Linked DNA regions of Mus musculus: region 2 is linked to region 1. A link is a contact called in public HiChIP or PLAC-seq data. All regions are on one chromosome and are shown on one strand. The core of a region is the stretch at or near the end of the contact, and the rest is flanking DNA. Distances in the headings are between cores, read along the strand shown. Region 1 has its middle 9.1 kb from the start of Mir6376. Region 2 overlaps Eefsec (eukaryotic elongation factor, selenocysteine-tRNA-specific).

Region 1 (5,367 bases), core at 1,446-3,945:
CCAGGAGCAGAGCAGTGGCCACCCTTGAAGAGGACAGTGCCATCCGTCTTGACTGTCCTGCAGCACCTGAGTGTGTTAGCATGTCCTCTGGCCTCTATGGTGGGCAGATGGTCCCCTCTGTTCCCCTCTGTCCCATCCAAGGACAGTAGGGACTCCAAATGTCAGGCCAGGTGCTGTCCCAAAGGGCACAAACAGGCATGGGTGCCCTTGAGGAGGTCAGAGACACGGTCTGTCTCCATTTCCATGTGTGTCCATTTTCTCATTAAGTTGCCAAGGACAGATGTCACAGCCTCAGGACCTTGGGAGCCAGGCTGGAACCAAAGGGGAATTCTGGGAAAAGGAACAGAAAGAATGGGAGAAAATATACAGGAAGCCTTGGTACACCAGGTTAGTGTCCATCAGAACTGACTCCAGACACAGACAGTAATGTGCAAATACCTTCAGACATTAAACGTTGAACCCGAACTCATGGATTTTATTTCTTTGAAACAGAGTTTCATTCTGGAGTCCAGAATGGCCTTGCTCTCCTTCCGAGGACAACAGGCCTACGCCACTCTATATATGCAGCTTTGAATTCAAGTTGATTTTTTTATTTCTTTTGTTTTGTTTTAATTTGACCTGATGTTTTGAGGCAGAGTCCTATGTAACCCAGGTTAGTCTCAAACTCAACAAGTAGTCAAAGATGCTCTTGAACTCTTCTTAATCCTCCTGCCTCCACTTCCCCAGTTCTGGAATTATACATATATGCTGTCACATTCCGTCCTGAATTTAACTTGTAATAATGTTAACAGAATGTCATACAGGGAAGATTCAGCTGCTGGGAGGAACCTCATTGGGAAAGAAGGAGAGGCACACACATACTCATTCACACACACACACACACACACACACGTTCACACACATACATACACACACTCACACATTCTCACTCTCTCACACACATACACACTCATACATGTGCATATACATACTCTCTCACTCTGTCTCTATGTCTCTGTCTCTCTCACACACACATACATACTCACATACACACACACATACTCTCTCTCACACACACACACATACACACTCACACACGTGCATACACACATTCTCTCACTGTCTCTCATTCTCTCTGTCTCTCTCTCTCTCTGTCTCTCTCTCTCTCTGACTCTCTCTCTGTCTCTCTCTCTGTATGTCACACACACCTCCCCTCCATAGCCATCCTGTGCAACATCTTCAATGCATGCTGTGTGGATCTGGGTCTGGCCCAGGCCACGGGAGCTGATGTGGAGCAGAGCACAGAGACATACAGTTAAAACGAAACCCTCCAGGGAATCCACTAAGAAAGCTCTAGGTGGGTAGGAGAGTGGGAGGAAGGTGGGGCTTCCGCTCTCTTTTCTGTGCCTTCTGGACAGTTTGAAGGCTTGCTATGAGCATGCATTGTTTTTACAATTGAAAACACATGTGCACCTCCTGGAGCCTACAGAGGAGTGCTGCAATGGGCCCAAAGGACAGAGGAGGAGGGAGGTGATAGCAGATGAAGTATAAGCTTGGGTGTGGAGACAGAAAGCTTCACGCCGGGTAGGCCTTCTCCATACACTCATGGGGGCCCCACTCATACTGGGCCCCAACCAGCCACCAGAGTCTTCCAGTGGAGCAGGGTGAGGGCCGAGGCCCGGGTCCTGTCTTGCTCCGTTGGCCCTCTGTGCTTGGATGCCTGTTCACTGGAGCACTCAGCTCACCTCCCACGGACTCGCTCTCTGGAGCTCCTGACATACCATTCATGAGCTGACCACAGCCACCTAGGACCCCACAACCCCACATGGAGTCGGGCTAGCCTAGGAAAGAGGAAAGGGCAGCTTTGTCCCAGCAGCCAGGCTTGGGAGGACAAGCCTCTCATGTGACATACATATTCCTGCTGAGTAAATCACTCCAAGGATCAAAGAGCCACCGTGGTCTGCTGGCCCATCAACCCTAGTCTCGACTTATCGGCTGCTGCCTCTGATGCCCAAGGCCAGCAGAACATTCTGGCCCCCATGGACCCAACCCCCAGTGATTACCCAGAATCCCCGGGGGGGGGGTGCTGACCCAGTCAGATGGGTCCCCTGCTTTCTTGATCACACAGATCCTGTTTGTGACCTACCACTGTTTTCTGTCTTGGGGGTTCAGAGAGCATATTTTGTTTTGTTTTATGAATTTTGGCTTTCTGTTGTTGTTGCTGTGCAGAGCCCTCATAGGTACCTGACAGCAAGGGCTGAGGGCTTCAGCTCTTCAGCTCTTTCTCATTCTCAGTGTTCCCTGGTGTCCTCAATAACAACTTCTACTCTGATGATTGCAGGGGGTGTAGCTGGCAGGAACTAATGGGGGCTGGGCTGTGCTTCAGTACCCTAGTGCACCCAAGCTCTGGGTCCCATCCCTGCACCAGGAAGAAGTCAGAAAGGAACCAGTGGTGTAAGGGCCCAAACCTAGAATGTGAACCTGTCAACAAGGTGACTGTCTGGGGCCTCACTCATCCCTGATCCTCACCGGAGCCCTCTGCGCTGGATCTCAGGATGAGCCTACGTCAGATCAGAGCGTGAGGCCAGCAAGGCCACCCACAGCCAACGTGGGCAAAACAGGGACGAAGGGTGAGAGGCCCCAGTATCCAGGCTCCTTCCATCTCTGCATGCAGACACCCACCCTCTGTCCACCCTGAGGCCCAAGCAGGGGTGGATTTGCAGGGTTTGGAGTGCCCTCTAGTGGCTACAAGGCTCCAATTCAACCCCTACCCGAACCCCATATAGCAAGGTGAAACCCAGCTCTTCCCTGACCCTGTGCCCTGGGGCCAGAGACACCAATTCACTTTGCAACAAGAAAATCAAGGGATAGGCCACATGCACAAAACAACCAGAGCAGCCAGAGGTGCTGCCCCGCAGTGCTGTGGTACATTCCAGGGGCTACAGCCTTCATTGAGTGCCTGCTACCTGCTCTGTGACCTCAAAACAAGAGATTATTCTCTTCTACAGACAAAACTCAAAGTTGCTCTACATCCCTGATCTAGAAAATGTCCAGAGCAGTCCCCACATGTCACTGTGCAGAGAGGCATAGAGGACCCCAGTCCTCTGCTGGGGGCTGGAGGACACCAGTGCTCTGTGAGCTGCCAGGCTGCATCTTCTTATCATTAGCACTGTAGTGTGTTCCTGTTACCCAGCTGGGACTGCCACCACCAAAGGAGCCACCCCACTGGCAGACTCATTTCAGGCTCACACCACTCTAAGGAACAAACATTATTGCATTTTAAAGATGGAAACAAAGTTCCTAGCGGTTGGATGACTTTGCCAAGGCTACAGGTCCCGGAAGACAGCTGCAGCATCCCACCTAACCCAACCCTACCTTTCTATTTGCTTCCTAGTGAGGGTTTATTTTCCAAACCTTTGTAAATAGCCCCCACACCCACCTTTAAGAAAGCTTGGCAGCCAGACATGCTAGCGAGTGCCCTTAATGCCACAGGGGTTGGGTTAGGGAAGATGGCAAAGGTTTGAGGCCATCTCTGTTTGAGGCCGGCCTGCTCTGTAAGAGTTTCGGGCCAAGCTGGGAGGTGGTGACATCTACCTTTAGGGAGACAGAGGCAAGAGGATCTTTGAGTTTGAGGCCAACCAAGTCTACAGAGCAAGTTCCAGGACAGCCAGGGATTCACTGAGAAATCTTGTCTCAAAAAACAAACAGCAAATAGAGTTCCAGGCCAGCCAGGGCTGCAAAATGAGATCCTGTCTAGCACTGATTGATTGATTGATTGACTAATATGGAGAGAAAACAGTGAAAACCAGACATGGCATTACACACCTGTAATCTCAAAACTTGGGAGGTGGAGGCAGGAGAATCAGCAGTTCAAGGTCATCTTCAACGACATCTTGAATACAAGGCTCACCTGTGATACATGAGACTGTCTCAGAGAGAGGGGTGAGGGAGGAAAACTGTGTAAAGCTCAAATGCAGCAAAAATCCAAGAAAGTGACCCATGACGGTGAGAGACCGGTCAGTGGAGAGCACACAGTCTAGACGCAGCTCTGTGTCCTTAAAGAGATTTATGTCACCCACGAACAATCACTGCCCTGCGCCCCAGGAACAGCCCTGCATGACTTCTAGCTCCCGTTCATTCTCTTCAATCCAGGAGTCAGGGAGGATGCAAAAGAGGGAAGGGGGCCGGGCGTGGTGGCGCACGCCTTTGATCCCAGCACTCGGGAGGCAGAGGCAGGCGGATTTCTGAGTTCGAGGCCAGCCTGGTCTACAAAGTGAGCTCCAGGACAGCCAGGGCTATATAGAGAAACCCTGTCTCGAAAGACCAAAAAAAAAAAAAAAAAAAAAAAAAAAAGAGGGAAGGGGTCCCTCCGCCGGGGACTGGGAGGTGGACAAGAGGGAAGCCAGAGAGGTGTTCTTACCTGGTCACACGCGTCACGGGTGAATGATGAACTGCCTGCATTTGCTGCATTTGCTCTGAGTATTCCAACGTAACAAAGGCTACATTTTTTTTTCTTTTTACAAAATAAAAATTTAATGTCTTGATAAATATTCTTAAGAAATAGACTGTGTGATGTTTTAAACCTTTCTAAACCTTTTGGATATCCTTTCAAAGGACAATTGTTAACATTTTAAGCACTTTTGACTAAAATTCCTCACATAAAGGAATATAAACTGCAAATGCTAAAAGACACTGCACTGCTTAGAAGGTTTGCTCGCTCCTTTATACAAGTATTTGACACATACAATACCAAACAGGGCATCGCTTCCCTTTCCTTTCAGAAAAATCATGAGTTTTCACTGGTTAAAACCAACTTAAAATTATTTATACACGAGGGGAAATGAATGTAAATACAAAAATCTATAAATGTCAATGAACTCTCATATTGAAAACCTACTCAGGTACAGCTGTTTATAAGACTCTGAGACAAGACCCCACAGCCAAGCACCCTCTCCCTGATGGGGGTAGCAAGAGTCCTCCCAGAACATGAGGTGCTGGCACAGGAATCTTGAACTTCCACCATGTAGAATCCTGGGAAATCAGTGCCACTGTAGTAAGCCACCCAGCCAACTGTTATAAAGACAAGGAAAACCTCGAAGACGCCCTGGGAAGACACTTATCACCCGCAGGCACTCACACAGGGGTGGGTGGATTCCGAGCCTCGGTGGATGTTGGAAGATACAGCAAGGGGAGGGAAGAGTGCACAGGAACAGGGAAAACAAAGGACCCGGCCAAGGCTCCACTCACTTACACCCCAGGTCTTCCATGCAGGACCCAGCTGAGCCATTGGGGCGGAGGTCCTCATGTCGCCTCACAAGCTCACAGTGTGGCTTCAGCTCAATATTGAGGTGATGGAACCTTTGAGGCAGAGTGGGGTAGGAAACGAGT
Region 2 (5,367 bases), core at 1,068-3,567, 150 kb before region 1:
CCCTCAGGCTCTGTAACTGATCCCAGAGATGATCCTACGTCCCTTCAAAAATAGCCTTCTCATAGCACTGGCCAGGCTTCGAAGGTCCAGACTGGAATCCAGATCTTGACAATGGCTGTTGTTTTGGTGCTGTGCTAGACTGGAACCAAGATGCCACAGAGCACACATTAGGTCCCCAGTGAGGAGCCCAACCATCTGTGGCCCTTAAGCTCCCAAGAGCTTCTAGAAAGGCCCAAATGTGAGAAGTATTCCACATCAGAGGCCTGCCTGAGGGCCTCCATATATGTGAGTAACTCCACTAGCTGTGATGAACCACAACTTGGAGCCATAAGGACAAACCTCAGCTGGGTCAGAGCACAGTGTGGTATTTTGGAAAATGTCACATGTCAGTAGACAAGAGCCACTTTAGACCATCAGCCACTATGCTGCATGGTTCTATAAGAGGTCGAGATAGCTGCTGTGAAGGCAAGAGGTTGGAACACACGGGCCATTTGGGGAGAAGAACCAAGGCATGGTCACTGAGGGGTACTGCCCTCCAGACCTGCTTTGGGAACAAGGACCCATGTGCTCTCAGTACGAGGAGACCTAGCTGAAGTGGAAACTGAAGGGTTCTTTGGAGAGTCAGTTATGTTGGAAGGTGTGTTGCCAGGGCAAACACATGAAAGAGTGTTTTCCCAGAATGAACAGAGGTGAAAGACTAAGGCAGACTCATGAAGGAACATTTCACTGAAGCAGACACAGGCAGGAGGATGTTCTGTTAAAGCAAACATGTGAAAGGACATATGATGAAGGATTCTTTGCTAATACTACACCGTGTATCAGTCCAATTTACACTGCATAGTTGAGCTGCATTTGTCAGGACTCTATGGACTCAGGCTGATTGGATGCATGTGCTGAGGCAAGACCTGTGCTGAGGCGAGGCACGTGGAGGACACATGATGTTTGGAGGGTGTAAATAGGACTCCACGGAGTGATGGAGACAGAGCTTGGCTTGCAGGTACAGCTAGCTATACAATGCTTATGGGTCTCACATCTTTGCGATCTTCGATTCCCTAAGAAAGGCACAGCTGAGAACTTTTCCTGGTGTTCCTCTGGGTCCCTCCTGCTGACTGGAGCCGAGGCTGAGGCCTAACTCTCTCTGCTAGGTCATATCACCACTGTTGCTAACCCGACTCTACAGAACTGGACTGCTAATGTATCCATGAAGTGTTTGTGAGTGGATCGAGCTGCCACTGCCAACCTATGAACTGAACTGCTGGTTTCCAGACAACACAGACAAGAGTTACTCTAAAGAACCTTTCTAAACAGGTCCCCTTCCCCCATGTCCTTTCTTTTCCACTACCTCTTGTGGGTGGTAGGCTACAAGGGAGGTTAAAGCGTTTAAGAACCATCATTAAAAATAAGGTTTGAAAAAAATTAAAGTTGCACCTAGCCTTGGCAGTTATGGCAGGAAAGCAGGCTGGAGTGTCAGTGTCCCAATGAGACATACCACTTCAAGCCACAGCCAGGTCTGAGATACTCCCTAGAGGCTACACAGGTATAGCCAATCATCTTACACAGAGCATTGACTGTGTGATTAGACACCCTGGGTGGCAGGCAAATGGCGATGAGGGATAAGCTGTCAGCCCGCAGCTTCAGGAGCATAGATGTGGACCATGCTGCCATGCCACCCCTGCCCTTCATCTGCCAGCCACAGAGGACAGTATATCGGTCACCTGGGCTTGTTTTTCCCTCTGCTCTGGCAGCAGAGCTGATACAGTAATCAGGATGCCACATATGGGCCCTGGAAAATGACTGCTCCTGAGCCTTTGTTCAGTCTCATTATTCTCTATGGCTTTTTCCCCCAAGTCATAAAAATGACGTTTTTAATATGTGGATTTTTTTTAAAAAAGAAAAAGAAAAAGCAATATGAAGGTAATATGAAGATGACTTTTATTGTCAATAGCTCTACCTTTTAAACCAGTTATCGTAATTTCTGCTCTAGGTATTTTAATTGAAGATTAACTTATGTTAAAGAGTGTACATGTGGAGGGTGAGAGCATTAAAATTCTGCCTTCCTGAGTGGTGGGGGAAAATACTTCTTGGGAAGCCATCAGGACCCTGCCCTCAACCCCTCCGGCATTAGGGCTGCCTTTCCTTAATCTTTCCCACTTACCAGGAAAATATAGGTCCTCAGAACCTGTAGATTGGAGCAGACCACACCATAGCCAGCACTGCCCCTAAGCACAAGGAAGGGAAGGTGGAAGAGGTGTACAAAGTGTTGAAGGCATTGATCTAAATGAGGAAGTCCACCCTGTGGTCCTGGGCAACTTCCTGAGTGTCTCTGGCCCTCAGTTTCCTGGCATATGAATGGTCTAGAAGTGGCTGCAGTTAAGGTATGACTGTCTGGAACATAGTCACCATGCAGTGAGCATTTTCTCTGACTGGCCCAGAGATCTGTTGACAGTGGGGCACTAACTAAGCTTTCTGTGGCCAGTAAGATGGTCTTCCTTCAAGGTCCCTCTAGGTAGCACTTAGCTAATTTCAAAACAACTTTCCCCACATGGGGACACCCAGCAGCCCTCAGATGCAGCCAAACAACATTTCCCCATGGTGACCCAGAGTGTAGAAGCCTAATTCCCAAAAGTCTCTGTAGAGATGTCCTGAAGCCTAGACCTCCCTGGTGACAGTAAAGCAGTAAAGGATCTGGCCTGCCTTGAGCACCAGGCTGCAGTGGGCACTTCATAAGCACAGCCCTGGACCATAGCTGTGAGCCCTTACCTGCCTGGGTAGTGGCTCACCTGTGGGATACCCATGTGGCACTGGCTAGGTAAGAGGACATGTGAGGGGATGCTGGAATGGCAGTATCAGAAGTGACATGAGATTAACATCCCATGGACCCATTAAATAGGAGGTATTCAGCCACCAGCACACTTCTTGCAACCCTGCCCTGCAGAGACCACTCATCTCTCTCCCTTTTTCATTCTTACTACCTACCCACCCCACTTAGCTTGGTCATGGTTCTATCCCACTCCCAACACACCTCAGCTCTGTGCCCATGCTGCCCCACTGCCCTCTCACCCCGTCCATCCAACACCATGGCCCACTGCCTAAAAGGTGTGGGCATCCCCACCTGGCAACTCTGATTGAGCCTGAGGGGAGGGGACAGATAGATCTGGGACTCCCTCCTTATCCTCGCCCCAAAGGGCTCCAAGTCTGGGTGGATATGGCCAGCAGAGTTGGAAGAGCTCCTGTTTTCCAGGACTCCCCCTTCCTCATCTGCTGCTGCAGTCAGAAGCTATGCTCCTCACCCCCAGCCTCTGTGGGTTTAGAGGCTGTCTGGAACAGAACCATACTCAGGAACCCTTCTGCTGGTTCCAGGCAAGCTGAAAGGACTAATATGGCCTTGCTGAAGTCTCAGAGGAAAGTTCAGGGCCTTGATCCCAGGAGGAAGACTACCAAGGTACAACACTCCTCTTATTGAAAGTCTAGGCAGAAGGCACTAAGGCAGTTGCCATAATCAATCCAGTGAGGGAGCCCAGCAGAGACTGGAACTGAGGCAGCTGAAGCATGAGAAAGGTTCTGTAGGAGGCAGGCAATGTGGTACCTAGGCATTATAGACCATCTGAGCACATGTGGGGATCTAGAGATTTCTTCAGGAGAGGCTGAACTGGGAGAGATGGTTAAGATTTGTTCTAAAAGGATTTTGGACAGCACAGAGGTGAATAAGCAGAGAGGGGCTTGCAACAGTGACTGGGAAGTTCACATAGACTAAACCATGGCCCAATCAACAGGACCTGCACTGAAGAGGCCCTGGAACCTTTAAGGAGCATATGTTAGCCCTCACTGTGCACAGGGGCTTGGGGTAGGATTGCCAGAAAGTCCAGGGTTCCATGTTGCACATGAAGTGCCTCCTTGTCAGTGAGGACCTGGACCTGGGGATGTCTTAGTGCCAACACATGCTTCAAGGAGCTGCAGTTACCTCATGGGGTGGCAACCTCTCAGGATCAAGTAGTAGGAAGCTGGCCTTAGGTGGTTGACAGCTCAATGGCTGACAGAAAATGTCTCCCTAGGCTGCCCTCCATAGGCAAAGCCTCCATCTGAGTCTCAAGACCAAGTCATTTCCTGTCTGGATTAGAGTGATTTTGGTTTTCTTTTTTAGAAAGCTTATACATACTATGCCATTTTTCCTCCGCACACACCCCTATCTCCAAAGTACCTCAATCTCCAAAGCTGGGCTGCATTGCGTCTTCAGTTAACTTGGTGCGGGAATATCTCTGCAAAGGGTCCTTTTTTGTTTTTGAAGAATTCATTGTTGTTGCTAAGAAGCTTAATATAAATTAAAGAAGGAATTAGGCAACATTAAGACATCAAAATGGGCATGCAGGGCCCGTTGCCTCTGTTTCCTCCCAATCAAAGAGGTATGCGAGCCATCAAGTGTGCTCCAGAGCCTCAGAGGGACTTGGTTCTGTGGTTACACAGCCTGCCTGCCACCCCCTCCCCTAATTCCTTTTGTTACTGGGACAGCAGAATACAGTTCTGCTTCTTTCTTTAAAAAAAAATTAATCACCTTATCTCTTTAAAGCAAATTGCATCTTTGTTTACATACATGACCGTTGCAGAGAAGGAAAGAGGGAAAGCAGGGAGCTGGTACCACAGCTGGCAGGGATAGGCTTGTGAGTCTGTGAGCACAGGGCCTCACCTAAACACACAGCAGGTAGACGCAGTCACTCCCACACAAGTTCAGAGGGAGCCCAGGAGGAAGTGGATTTCTCTCCCCAGATCTGTCCTTCTGCCTGTCCCCAGCCAGGTGAGGAGCTGATGACAGTCTGTTGTGGCAGACAGGAGAACCACATTCAGATTCAGCTTCATCACACAGCTCAATGGAGAACATACACCTTGGCTCACCTCATCTGGACCCCTGCAAATCCTGTGTAACAGAAGCCTCCTGTCTATCAGATGTTACTGTCAGACCAGCCCAAGCCTTATAGCCAGCACCCTGACTCCACCCAATTAGCTTCTACCTTTGCCAGCAGCAGCAGCAGGCCCCTGTGCAGAAGCACGTCACTTCTGCTCAGAGTTCTGTTGAGCATGGCCCCGTGTCTTGTCCAGCTACAAGCCTGTTGAACTTGGACCCTGTGGCTATCCAGCTGCCAGCCCAGCAGTCCTTACCAGGATGCTGCCCCAGGAAAACCCCTAAGCCCATTCCCCCTCTGCCCTGCTTCTACAGCCCCCTGATAGCTGATGTGGCTTCAGTGAGCCCCTGAGGGGGCTTCTGACCCTAAGATGCTTACAAGGGATCCGTTCCCACTGGGGGGTGCCAGCTACCCACCAGTGTGAAGGCCCCTCTTCTAGTCTGGCCCCTGACATGAAAGCGACGCCAGCAAT

Evidence for each region. HiChIP or PLAC-seq counts read pairs in DNA pulled down with a chosen protein or histone mark.
Region 2: an H3K27ac HiChIP or PLAC-seq map of the HPC-7 cell line shows a contact between it and region 1, with 6 times the contacts expected there. The contact joins two enhancer-like sites. A contact is called at or near these places in 1 of 39 promoter capture datasets (embryonic stem cells), 6 of 484 Hi-C or Micro-C datasets (the AML12 cell line, the G1E-ER4 cell line, nephron progenitors and 2 more), 2 of 115 datasets of contacts at active chromatin or transcription factors (the HPC-7 cell line and acute myeloid leukemia) and 3 of 9 other capture datasets (adipose tissue, liver and pancreatic islet).

The regions. Positions count from the first base shown.
Region 1 is chr6:88,110,664-88,116,030 of GRCm38.p6, reverse strand. No RefSeq gene overlaps it. Among named protein-coding and RNA genes, the nearest start is that of Mir6376, 9.1 kb to the right of the region's middle. Within about 2 kb of position 2,695, at least 41 of the 459 cell types and tissues checked have an H3K27ac peak or open chromatin away from gene starts, as enhancers often do. A contact at or near this core is called in the G1E-ER4 cell line and the HPC-7 cell line, where this site is marked.
Region 2 is chr6:88,262,496-88,267,862 of GRCm38.p6, reverse strand. All of the region lies in intron 6 of Eefsec (eukaryotic elongation factor, selenocysteine-tRNA-specific), which reads left to right. Among named protein-coding and RNA genes, the nearest start is that of Dnajb8, 43 kb to the right of the region's middle. Within about 2 kb of position 2,317, at least 11 of the 459 cell types and tissues checked have an H3K27ac peak or open chromatin away from gene starts, as enhancers often do. A contact at or near this core is called in the G1E-ER4 cell line and the HPC-7 cell line, where this site is marked.